Linked DNA regions of Macaca mulatta: region 1 is linked to region 2. Evidence: chromatin contacts called from public Hi-C data. All regions are on one chromosome and are shown on one strand. The core of a region is the stretch at or near the end of the contact, and the rest is flanking DNA. Distances in the headings are between cores, read along the strand shown.

Region 1 (6,002 bases), core at 1,676-4,175, 270 kb before region 2:
GGCAAGCCTAGGTCCTAGTACCAGTAGTCAGCACTTTTCCCAGAGACCTGAAAGGAGTCGACCCACCTACCCCTGTCTATTCTGGGGTGCTGGAGGGATGGGAAAGGGGAGGCTTGTTGAGCGCATTGGCCTTACACCAGGGTATAACAACGTAGGGAGATTTGTAGGATGTAGGGGGAAATGGTGAAAGACTTTGAGTGGACCAGGAGATGACTAGATATAGGAGAAACTGTGTTCGAGGCTCACTGTAGACCAAGTAACATAAGTGTTAAACACTCTTTATCTCGTTCTTGGGTACATAAGGCCTAAGGAAGCTTTTCAGAGGAGACAATATGTGAAAATCAGGATTTCAAATGGCACAATTAGACCAATAATTGGCTCCTCTCCGCAACTCCAGGACTGAGTTTGACCGTGGCCCATTTTTTACTAGCTGTGTGACCTTGGGGGCAAGTTATTTACGGCCTTTGAGCCCCAGTAAGTTTTTTCATTTGTAAGACTGGGAATAATTATCCACCTTTAGGATCTAAATAGAATACTTGGCGCATAGTAGGCCTCAAGGATGAATAATTGCTTTGAATGACTTGTCATGTTCCTATAGGTTGCTCCTCCATTCCCTGCTGCCCCTGAGACCCCCTGAGACTTGCTAGGTCTGTGTCCTGGGACCCAAGGATGCAGATTTAATCTCCCCTACGCGGGTATTCTAGGTCCGTCTTCCTGGGTTCCTCTTTCCCTTTGTTACCGTAGTTTGCATTCTGCCTTTTAAAGGATTCCATATGAAAAGACTTGCTTCTCCCCCGCCCCCCAAGTGGGATCATTATATGGTTAGGAACTTATTTCAGAGCCGGTATCTGGGTACCCTTTGGCAAGGCTTCCTGGCATTATTTCAGGGGGGGAACGATGGTGTCTAGAGGGGCAAGACCTGGTTGGAAGAGGTGAGAGGGGGTGGCCTGGTGCAGAGGCCAGAGGTGCTGTGGTTTGTTTGATAAGGATTAAGTCCGGATGTTATGAGGGCTCAATGTGGTTTTCAACAAAGTCTGCCAGGGATTGCTTCTTTTATATCGATATGTATTTTAAAAAATTACTAGCATGAGAAGAAAACCAGACCTGTATGGATCCAGGCCGGTAGTAAGCTACTGTGATCAGGTTTCCTACTCGACTCCCAGAGGGAAAGTCAGTGTTTGATTGAAGCTACACTTGGTTCTTGACTCTCAGGGGATGCCTGCTCTGAAACAGGAGCCCTCCCTCCCTTTCTCTCCTCCTCTCCCCCTCCTCCTCCCTCTTTTTCCCTTCTTCCCCTAAAAGCCTTTGTGCTGAAAGAGCTTCAGTAGGCACGAATCCCTGGTCCCTCTCTAAAGAATGCCTTACAGCCTTTGCTGACATTGTTTTGTGAACAGTGGGTTTTACCAGGCCAGCAGTTTCCCCCCCGATTTTAGCCCACGATTTTAAAGGTAGTCTATGGACAAGATGCGCCTAACTGCAATGATTGCCTCAGTGTGTAGCCTGGGCCGGGCTTGGAATCTAGAGACGCCTTAACCTTTGCCCTAGGGGCCCTCCTGGAGAGGGGGGTGAAGGTGGGGAGCTCGAGGACTGATTGTTTTCGAGGATCTGTTTGTTCTCCAGCCACCGAGGCTGAAGGTGGAGTTGGGCAAGTCTGAGTGTATGTTCCAGCTTTGGGTCTGATTTTAAACTTGGTTTAATTGGAGAAACTCCTAGGCATTTAACAGTTCTGTACAAATGCAAACTTGAAATAGCTCGAGGCCTACGTCATTTAGGAAAGAATAAATGAAGTACAGAAATGTCCAAACTATGTAAATCCTAGCGTTGTCTGCCCTCCCATAAACACATGACAAGTGCCAAGGCATTTCCAGTCAAAACACCAGTGGAACCAGCAGCCTCCATCCTTTGTATTTATTATTTTATTAACAGCATTTTACACAGCATTTAACAAGCACAGCCTGCCCGCTTTGCACCAGGACTCTAAGCAGGCAAAGGGGTGGAAAACGGATGGAGGTGGTGGGGGAGTAGTGGTTGCTAGAGGACATCAGCTAGAGAAATCTCATCAGATGGGTAGGGAAAGCAGCACTGGGGGTTTATTTCTACTGGCCACAAGGAAGACAGACATAGTGCTTTGGAGGAAGAAATCCTCTCTCCCATCCCAGGAGGAAAGTTGTACCGCTGTGATATGTCTGGTCTCAGCTTTGATTCCAGAGGGTAGAACAGGGTATGTTTCATGATACTCTGCCCATCGGTTATTGGTGATTTTCAAAGAATAAGTATTTGTCTGCTATCGTTATTCGATATCCTGGTGGAAAGTTTATAACGAAAAGTAATGCCTTTCTTAAGTCATAAAATGAGCCTTGTATGCTTATTTAATTAAAATCTATTTAAGGACCGATTAGGCGTGTAATTTGCACTAATAATGACGATTATGGAAATGTTCAACTTAACCAAAAATCATAAAGGAGACATTTTGATCAGTGGGGCGGCCAGTAAGTATTCAGTGAGTTGGGCAATTTCCGAAAGACAGGAAGCATTCCTCTGAGGGCTGCAGAAAGCGCAGACCTGTCTGGCCTCTGTGACATGGCATGGAGAGGGGCAGACCTCCCTGTCCCGGCCCCAGCCTGGCCAGACCCCACTTTGCTGAGCATGGAAACCAACCCTACGAGTCTCCGTAACCTTTATTCTCATGATGCTTCCCTGAGCTTCCAGAAGGAGTAAACTCTCGGAGAGGGCTGATGAGCCACACGGAAATCTCTGCGAAATGGCGGTGCTCTTTTGCTTTAACAAACAGCGCTGACAAACGCATGCTTCCTTGGCTAGCCTTGGCTGGAGCCTGGAGGGGTAGGGGGAGAAGGGGTCCCTTGTTCCGGAGAAACCTGCCAGCTGCTGGGCTTGGTGCGAAGGCAGCGAAGGCAGACACAATGCTGCTGTTGTTGGTTTGATCTCTAACTGTGGATTGTTAGTCTGGCTTTAACTATGTGGTAAGGGGGGAATGTGAAGGCTGTTTACAGCGAGTGCAAATAATGTGACAGCTGTTGGCGCGCGAGCAGCGCTGCGCCTCCTCAGCACTTACACAAAGCGCGCACTATGCAGGCCCATGGACGAGCTGCAGAGGTGGCGGCCACTTTCTGGCCAGCGCATCCCCAGATGAGAGAAAGCTCCACGGCACACCCACCCCCCCATCCCCAATACACATCTTTATGACTTCCCAGGATTGTGGTGGGGTGCAGGATGGTTTGTATGTTGTGGTTTAGGGAACTTGTGGTGAGGCAGAGGTGGCGGGAGAAGGCCCACGGGGCTGTGAGTGTCACCGTGTTGGTGGGGTTTGGCCAGGATCCGTTGAACTGGGTCCTCAGCTGTTGGTGACAGAGTTTTTAAGATTTGGGAAAATAACTTTCAGCCCTAAGTAAGCTTATTGGAAAGAATGTGTTATTAACTGAAAGCTTTCTGGAAATTGCAGAGGCTCTGAAGGCCGTTGTTCCCCTCTGAAATGGCCCTGTTATTCAGACAAGTTAGAGACAGGCGGGTGCTGTGTTCTGTGCACTCGGCACTGTTTCCAGCTTGGAAATGCAAGTGTGCAGGTTCAGTACCCTGAAGGGGGTGTATTTTGGGGGGAAGGGAGGTCAGATTGGCTTTTGATTACCCACATGCCTTAACCTTTTCTCCCAAGCCTTCCCGTTTTCAAGAACACATTTGCCTTCAACTGCAGTACGCAAAGGTGCGTCCTGAAGCCTGCCCACAGCACCACCTACTCTGACTTCATCAACTAGATGCCCACAGCCACAGGCTTTCTCTTGAGTTCCTGGTACCCTGCCAGGCCCTGCAGAGAGGCGCCAGGGTGGGAGGGAGAGCAGTTGGTGGCGGCAGTTACCCACTAGGCCAGTCCTGGAGGTTCGTGGCTGGCCCAAGCAGGTGGACTTAGGATGGCAAAGAATGTGGACCTGCCTCTGGACCGTCCTGGGGCAAGCTGGGTGTAAAAATTCACTCCTCTCCCCCGTGAATCCCAAGGTTGAAGCCTTCCAAGCCCTGGCACCTGCCTGGTCCTCCCTGCGTTTTGGAACATCATTTAGGGCTGACTTAATTCTATATTCTACCCTTCCGCATGACTTTGGCCTCTGGGTGTACAGCCTACAGGGTATCTGCAAATCTAGTTCATTCTCTCCTCCCCCCGCCCAGCACCGCCCCCTCCCCAAGTCTACTCTCTAAGTTTTAACATGGACTTCTACATCTAGTTGGGTTTCCGATGGGGAGCTGGGAGATGCTTCTGGAGTGAGACATGAACTTCGGTGCCAGTTCTATAAATTGGTCTCTTTTTATGACGTGTGCCATTTTCTGTAGGAATGTTGCTTGCAAAACGAGTTTCGCCTTGGAGGAAAGGCGGAAAGATAAACAAGCCTGCAACGCCAAAACACTGGCAGTCTTTCCCTCCTTCCAGCTCTCTTAAAGCAGCCGGGCTGTATTTCCAGGATTAGACTTGTGCATGTGAGGAGGGACTCTCGTTGGCTTTTTTTCCCCCAAGCAAATGCAAATTAGAGAAAAATAATTTTCTTTCAACGATATGCAATGTATTAGTCACTTGTTATCGTGCTCCGAGGCAGGCCTCATTTGCGCGTCTGCCAGCTCGCTCACATCTGCTCGGCGCTGTTCGGGGCATTTTAACCTTGGCGGTGTCGTGTCTAGTCCCACGGATCAAGGAGGAGTAATTAAGCCCTGAACAGCTACAAAAATTCATGGGCCCCCATCTATACCGCAGTTGTTCCATGGCTTTGTTTTGGGTGCTCTGAGTTCCATGACTGAGTAGCAGACATGGGATTCCTATTGTTCCTTGTAAAGAAAGTGGGTGCCCCTCTCCTTCTCTGACCCTCATCCCAGCCTTTCTGGGACTCCCAGGCTCTGCACAGTCAGCGAGAGACTCACTTGCAGATCGCAGGACCCCTGCCTTTTAGGCATCTTTTATGCATTAAAAGTTCCTTTGTGCTTCCTCTGTATACTAATGATAGCTGTTGTTATTAGCCTTACGGTATAGCTTGTTCCCTTCGGTGGTGGTGGGGGGGGGGATGGCGGCGAAGGCATTCCTGTTTTACTCCTACAAAGCCCTGGTGAAAACAAAAGTTCATTGACACAGCCTTTGGAGGCGTGGTGTGGAACATTTATTCTGGATTTGCCCCCAGGTTGTGTAGACTCCCAAGTGGGGACCCAGTTCTGCAAGGACTAGACCAAAGGGGGCAAGTGGTTTCTTTTTGCGTGGAGTGGGGAGAAGAGTAAGGAGGGATTCCTGGCTTTTGACTTGGGTTTCTGTTGCTGAGTGGCCTCCTGTGAGGGGACACCTGTTTCTAAATTCGCCCTCTCTTGAATACACACGTGGTTCCCTGACTCCCCCTGTGGCAAAACCATGAAGGAAAGTGAAAGGAACAAAAAGCTGGTGGGGTGGCCTGGACAGATTGCCCTGGGAGAAGGGCAAGTGTCCCCCATTGGCCTGTGAGAGAGAGGTTGGGGACACCTGACCCCGGGCCATGGGCTCTGCCTGGAGGAGGGGAGTGTAGCGGGCATTACAGGCTCGGCAGCGACCCTTAGGGTCAGTCCCTGCAGATTACACCCCGGACCCCAATCCCCGATATTCGCACCCCTCCCACGTTACAGTAGGCGACACTTGGCTCACATCTTTGTAAGGGGAAGCGTCCAGAGCAGCAGCGTTCTAGTATGATCGGAAGGGAACCCAGAACGATTGCGAGGAGGGGTCTGCCGTGCCCATTCCCCCTGTGGACTCGGCGGCATTTCCCGGGAGGTCTCGGATTCTCCCTGCGCCCACCCAAAGTTTCCTTTCGTCAGATTCGTTGATGGGGACAGAAGGTGCGGCGGGGCCTTCGGAAGGGGCACCACGGAGAGCGCGCCAGGTCTTAGGGTCCGAGGGGTTACTTAGGGTCGGGAACTGGGGAGGTCGGGCCGCCTCCGGGGAGCCTGCTGGAGTTCCTGGAAGGCTCGGCGGGGGCGCGCCGCGAGGG
Region 2 (6,774 bases), core at 471-2,970:
TTCAAATTGCTTCAATTTGTTCATGCAACTAATATTTACTGAGCACCTATTATGTTCCAAGTTCTGTTTTAGGTGCTGAGGATACAAGATGGATAAAAATCCCAGTCCTTGTGGGGATGACATAGCAGTGGGGGAAGAATCACAATAAACAAACAAGCAAGTGTTGGCTGGGTGTGGTGGCTCATGCCTGTAATCCCAGCACTTTGGGAGGCTGAGGCGGGTGGATCACCTGAGGTCAGGAGTTTGAGACCAGCCTGGACAACATGGAGAAACCCCGTCTCTACTACAAATACAAAAATTTAGCCCGGCGTGGTGGCGGGTGCCTGTAATCCCAGCTACTCGGGAGGTTGAGGCAGGAGAATCGCTTGAACCCGGGAGAAGGAGGTTGTAGTGAGCTGAGATCGTGCCATTGCACTTCAGCCTGGGCAGCAAGAGCAAAACTCCGTCTCAAAAAACAAACAAAAAAAACCAAGCAAGTGTTTATTACGTTAGGTGATGCTAAATGTTATGCAGAAATCACAGCCAACAACAGAAAGTGAGCAGATGAAGGAAGGAGGGTAGGTGGAGCAGCTTGGGCTTCCCAGGATCTGCTCTCCGCAGGGTGGAAGGAGGAAAGTCTGCAAACTGCAGGAAGGAGTGGGAAGATTTGACCATTCCTTTTAATGTTGTATCCCAGCAGCCTAGCTTGTAGAGCTGGATAAACTTCTGCAAGCTGTAAGAAAAAGGGTCCTTCAGGCACTGAGTCCTTGCCCAAGGTCACCAGCTAGTTAGAAGCAGTGCACGAAGGGCCTGCAAAACAGAGGGCACATTTCACCCCTGACGTAGGAGGACTTGTGCATCCTGTCCAGTTTCTGAGCTAAACATTCCAGAGGGCTTCTTGGAAACTGGTGCCCCCAGGGAGAGTGTCTGTGCTCGCAAGATTCTGTACCTTCAGAAAGCCGAAGGGTCCCAGCTGGAGCCAGTCCGAGATGGAGCGGGCTCAGGAAGGAAAGAACGTGGGGATTTAATTGGACTCAGCGAACCCTTCCCGGACCAGCCGGTGTAAACTCTCGGAGGCTGTCGCCTGTGCCCGGTTCTCCTCCCGGCCTGGGGCGCTTGGCAGAAACGCGGTCACGGAGAAGGGGTGAGGGTGGCAATCCGGGGTCTGCCCTCCCCGACACCTCCCTGCTAACCCACCCTGGCTGAAAGGCCACGGGGACCAGGCTGCTGGGCATAGTGTGAGGACAAGAAGGAATGGAGGGCTCGGGACAGCCGGGACACGCGGGGGAGGTGTTTGGGGACGGGGAGTAGGAGTGTTCCGAGAGGGGAGCTCGGGCGCCGGGGTCTGGGAAGGAGCTTGGGGTTGGAGTGTCCGGGGTGGGGGTAGGCCGGAGGAGGGGTGGTGTCACGGAGTGGCGGGGCGGCGAACTCCCCAGGCGAGGCTGAGGCGGCGTGGGGGGCCTTTAGTGGTGGCGGGGATTCGGGCCCCCGAAGCATCTCTGACCACAAAGGGCCGGGGAGCGCGGCCCGGCGGTCTCAGCGAGCCGTATTGATCGAAGGGCGGGCGCAGCGAACGCGCCGAGAGCGGCTCCATCCATTAGGGCCGCTGTTCGCCTCCAATTAGAAAAAAAAATCATTACTCAGCAGCCAGCAGCGGCCTGCGCGCCGCCTGGGACCGCCTGTGAGCGAGCGAGCCAGCGAGGGAATGGCGGGCCTCCCCCACCCCCGCGCTCCCACCCTCAGCCCCCGGCGCCCCGCCTCCCCTGGCCCTAATGACAACTATTAGAACTGCCTCCCCGCACCCACCGCCCGGTGAGCACAAAAGCGCGAGATTCATTTGGTAATCGGGGTAATTACAGCGGGGCGCGGGGGCGCACGCGGCGATGGCGGGCGCGCCGGCGGAATGCTAAGGGGCCGGGCGCGCCGCCCGCTCTCACCCCGCCGCCTTCCCTGCCCGGCCTAGCCCAAGCGGCGCCCGGGGCCGCGTCTCTCCTCGCCTAAGCCCTCCCCGCTGCCGTCGCGGCAAGGGGGCTGCCCCGGGGCTCCCCGGAGCGGGAGGAGAAGCCCCCCGCCCCCCGCCACGGGCCCTCTCGTCCTAGCCCTCGGCAGCGCGGCCTGCGGCGCCCCGGACAAGATTTGCCACGTCCGGGAGCCGGAGAACCCCTCGGAGGTCCGGCCGCATAATAAATACTGAGTGCAGTGTATTTACTCTGCGGCCCCCGGTTAATTTACACGCCCGCTCCGCGCCGTGCGCCCTCCCCCGCGCGCGCCCTGGCCTTGCGTTCCTATTTACAAGCGCAAGGCGCAGTCCCTCGAGAGGGCTTTTTTCTTTTTCTTTCTTTTCTTCTTCTTATTTTTTTTTCTTTTTTTTTTTTTTTTGAGCTTTAGGATGGATGCAACGTGTCATTAAACCTGAAAGGAACTGTTACTTATCAGTAATGGTGTTTTCCACAGGCCTTTTTCCTCACCTGTGCGGGCACAGGTACCACCTGGGTGGTGGATGCGGGGCGGGGGTGCCAGGAGGCCTGGGTGGGGATAAACTGTGTGCGGGCCTAGCCAGAGGTGGCCAGGGCACCGCTGAAGGCACCCTCTCCAAGCTCCGGGAACCCGAGGGCCTCTCCTCCACTTGGAGGCACGGTGCTGCACCCCCGTTGGGGGAGGGGGTTCCCCTTGCAGAGCTGCCTAGAACAGCAGTGTGTTAGGAGACGCCTCCGAAGAGCCTCCTCCTCCTTAGCTGGCAAGAAACGCAGACTCTCGGCAGTGTCATTCTTGCAGCAGAAAGGCCCTGTGTGACTGCAGCACTCGGAGCAGCCGCCTTATCTGGGGCGGTTTCCCATCTGCCTCCCTGGGCCCAGGATTGCCTTCCTGCACAGGACTTATCTTGTCGGGAAGCAGAGCTGTGTGCTAGAGGCAGGCCCAGCAAATGGAATGCTCGCTCGGTCTTGTGTTCTTAATGACCCATAAAAGAGTCCTCAGAGGTGAAAAACAAAACCCTCCACCCCCTTAACCCTTTCTGTGCCCATCCTGGTCTGGGAGATTTCTTAATCCTGCTGCGCCGTCACACGAACTCCTCTCTGGATTTTATCCTGCGGCTGCCCGGTCCAACTCAGCTTCACCGGGCCGACTTTCGTCTGGCCTCCTACCGCGGACTGGGGTGGGGAGGCGGAGCCCTGCAAGAGCTTGAAGTAGGGCTGCAAATCCCTGAAAGAGAGGGCAAAATTCTGCGTAGGTATGCATTTTTCCGAGGGGAGAGTTCTTAAAGGGATCTGAGACAGCCCCAAAGGTTAAGAACCACCTACCAGCCATTTGACCTTGTTGAAATCTGATCTCGGAGCCCAGCTTCATTATCAGAAAGAATGAGAATACCCCAAAGCGGTCGTTGTGATTAAAATAGTGAGATAATGCTTTAATATTTGTAAACTGTACAGGCTTCTTCAAAGATAAATTGCTAATGATGCCAAAGATGGCTGTGTGTGTGTGTGCGTGTGTGCACGTGTGAGTGCACGTATTTGTGAGGTGATAGTGCAGGGGAAGTGTCCGGGGAGTCACTGGGATTATATTCTTTGTCCTGAGACCACCACCCCCCGCGCCTCACCATTTCTCTCTTCCTCAGGACCAAGTGGGGTTGATCTGGAATGTTGCACCTCCCTTTTTAGAATCAGGAAGGCTGGGTGGGGGAGATGGGCAGCAAGATCTTCCTGCTGAAGCCCCTCTGGTCCTCAGGAGACCCATGGCCCCCTTGGGCACACAGCAGCCATCTGCACGGAGTCGGTGCCCACCACATCTTTGTGGAATAAAGGAATCCATGACTGGATAGCTCAGTGGTCTCAGGCCAGGCCCACGTCCCTTCTGTACTTGCAAGTAGAAAAGGACTCTGGACCATTTCCAACTGGAATGTGTCTGTCTCTGGTGATGGAGGCCCTTTGGTATCTTTTTTGATTCCATGTCTACCTTCTAGGAGCTCAAAGACTGAAATAACCAGAATCCAGGGTGTCATCCACACACTAAGAAGCTACAACACAGAAAAATTTGACTGAGGTCATGAGACCAGGGTTCAGAGTTCCCCTCGCTGATACCCCCTTGCCCCCACACAAAAAAACAATGGCAGCCATGCAAGGGCACTTCTCAGACCTGCCTTTAGCGGAAAAGTTTCCGGGAGAAGTGTCTTGGTCTGCTACCCTCTGGCTGTGGTACTTTCGGGATCTGCTGCAGCATTCTTGCTGAGGCCACCCTCCCCAGGCTGTTCCCGCAGGATGACAGAGCATAGCAGGGTGACTAGAGCTGGGTCATTACTGCCTGACACGGGAAGTTTCTGGTGGGCAGTCTGTGCTCTGGGTCTCCCCATCGGCCTGGATGAGACTTTCTCAGAGCTGCGCTGCCGGCTGAGGCTCTGTCTACCCACCCCTCCTTCCTTCCCCTCTCCTTCCGCAGGGATCAGACCTGCCTCCTGGTCTGAAGCCCCCTCACCCCTGCTCCCTCCCCCTTTATCCTTCTTAGAAATCTCCCCCAATACATCTCTCACACTTATTCTCTCTTGGTGTCCGATACCTGGAGAACTCAAATTGCTGCGGGGACCAACAAGCAGACTCCCATGCCCTCCGGTATTTTAGGCAGGACCCTTGTGTGCGCAGGAGCTTGTAAAGAGCCAAGGGTGGAGCTAGGAGCCGTCAGCTACTCCTTTACCCTGTTCCAGAAGGTTCCAGGTTCTAGACACTCCCGTGTACCCATCTAGGGCTAGGTGGCCAGTTGTCACACTTTGACAGTAATGCTGCTCATGACTTGTATTTATTCTTCAAGTTGCTCCTGGGTATATTAGGGCCCATCTCTGCCCAGGTTCCTTGCCAGCAAAAAGGTTGGTTCTTACCCACCAGCTTGCCCTGTTGCTCTGGGAAGTCAGTCCCACGGCCAGACCGCCCTCTTTTCACACGACCACTCTGAGCACCAAAGTGATAGCCAAATGCCAACCCTGCAAATCTGTACATGGAATCAGAGGCTCTCCAGACTGACTTCTAAAGGTGCATGGGTAGGGCAAGCCAGGAGACTGGGGAGCCCTGCTCAGTCAGAGACACAGATGACACCAAATCAGATGGAGGAGAAAAAGCATCACTGGAAAACAAAGGAAATGCTAGAGTTCGCTGCTGCTCGAGAAAAAGCAGTCATCAGCCCAAAGATGGATGAAGTGGAGGGCTGTTTTTTTTTTTAAGGCGGGGGCAGAGGTCATTAGCTTGAAGAATGTGTCATATTTGACATCAGGAGGGTGGTTATGTGAGGCTGGAAAGCAAAGTCTGGTCCGTTCCCTCTCTGGCCAGGGAGATACTATTCGCTGGGGAGAAAGGACAGACCCTCAACTAGGGGAGAGTGGCATGGAGGAATGTGTCCCCCAACCTTTCTAGAAGACAATAAATCTGTGAATTCTTACTTTTCACTGGCAGGGCTGAAGGTTCAGAACTGAGGCCAGCATCCAGTGGTGGCCTGGGCTGTAGAACTTCAGAAACAGCTAGTGCTACCCCTGTAGGTGAATTGTTAAACTTTACTTGGCAGCACTAGGCTGTAGCTTCATGGACAGGGGTTTCGGGAACGGTGCCTTTGGTCACAGGGAGTCAGGGTTATCTACAAACCCTCCTGTTTCTGGGAAACCAGCCTGAAGTCCTCAAGCCCTCTGCAGCTGGAGGCCACTGGGCGCTGTGGTTCTGCCAGCTTTGGGGTGAGCAGAGGCAGAGACGATGAGGGAGAAACTCTATGAGGACAACGCCTGCCCAGCCTTACATCGCTTACAGATGGAAGGATGCAAACAGCAGCATGCCAAGCCTTCAGAGAGCTGGGAGCTCTGCCTGATTCAGGGCAGCTCTGATTCAGAGCTCTGAGTGTGTTGTCACCCGGTGTCCTCAGGATGAAAGGCCCGCTTCGGGGGCTCCTCTAGTCCATCCCTCCCGGCTCCACCACCTCAAACTCTGCCTTCCAGCAGCAACTTCTTCCAGTTCTCCAGGCTTTGCGAGGCTTTTGCTGGGGCTGTACCCTCAAGCCTAAAACCCTCTCCTATCTGACTCCTACTCATCCTTTCGCTTTCAGCTTAAGCTCCAGGAAGTATGGGCAACCCCCACAGTAAACAAAGCCAAATGTTTTCTTTATCTGGAGCCTTTACTATGCTAATGTACATTGTGAATCTTCCGGAGGTTGGTGGGTGGGGGGCAGTGGAGAGGCCGCCAATCTTTCCAGAAGTGTTTGGCCGCAAGAGGCCTTCTACCCCCACATCTATTAACCCTCTCCCAGAACGAGGTGAGGAGGAGGAGCTTGGGAAATGCTCCTCCAAGAGAAGCAGAGAGGAGTCAAAACCCCTCTTGGGGGGAGGTACAGTCCCTTCTGCCCTCCTGGACCCTGCGGATAAACTGACCTCCTGGAAGGAGAAACCAGAATAGCAGCCCAATCTCTTGTTAATGCAGCTGCAGGGTCAGATGCAAGTTTGGGGGCCTAAAACTTACATGAATTTTGGCACCTTCTTGAAGAAAAACAGTGCAGAGGTATAATTGATAACTGCTAGCACCCTACCAGGGCTTTGGAAGGGGACTGTGAGAGTCAAGGCCCTGAACTTTAAGCTTTATTAGCCTTGAGGTAAAGTCCACACCTGTGCTAAGAGGCTTAATTCTGGACATAGGTGTAGCTAAGACACATCCCTGTCCACATCATGTTTAGATCAAGTGGACGGTCTTGGATGGCTCTCCTTTGACTCCGGTATAGCTCTGCCAGGCTCTGGCTAGTCTGCCTGCCTCTAGGCCCACAGTCAGCCTGTGGTTTGTT

Evidence for each region. Hi-C and Micro-C count contacts between places; a contact is called where the count stands out from the background.
Region 1: a Hi-C map of fetal cortex germinal zone shows a contact between it and region 2, with 4 times the contacts expected there. The contact joins two enhancer-like sites. A contact is called at or near these places in 2 of 14 Hi-C or Micro-C datasets (fetal cortex germinal zone and liver).

What each region holds. Positions count from the first base shown.
Region 1 is chrX:39,955,009-39,961,010 of T2T-MMU8v2.0, reverse strand. All of the region lies in intron 1 of BCOR (BCL6 corepressor), which reads left to right. Among named protein-coding and RNA genes, the nearest start is that of BCOR, 92 kb to the left of the region's middle. Within about 2 kb of position 2,925, at least 8 of the 40 cell types and tissues checked have an H3K27ac peak or open chromatin away from gene starts, as enhancers often do. A contact at or near this core is called in fetal cortex germinal zone, where this site is marked.
Region 2 is chrX:39,685,972-39,692,745 of T2T-MMU8v2.0, reverse strand. No RefSeq gene overlaps it. Among named protein-coding and RNA genes, the nearest start is that of BCOR, 360 kb to the left of the region's middle. Within about 2 kb of position 1,720, at least 9 of the 40 cell types and tissues checked have an H3K27ac peak or open chromatin away from gene starts, as enhancers often do. A contact at or near this core is called in fetal cortex germinal zone, where this site is marked.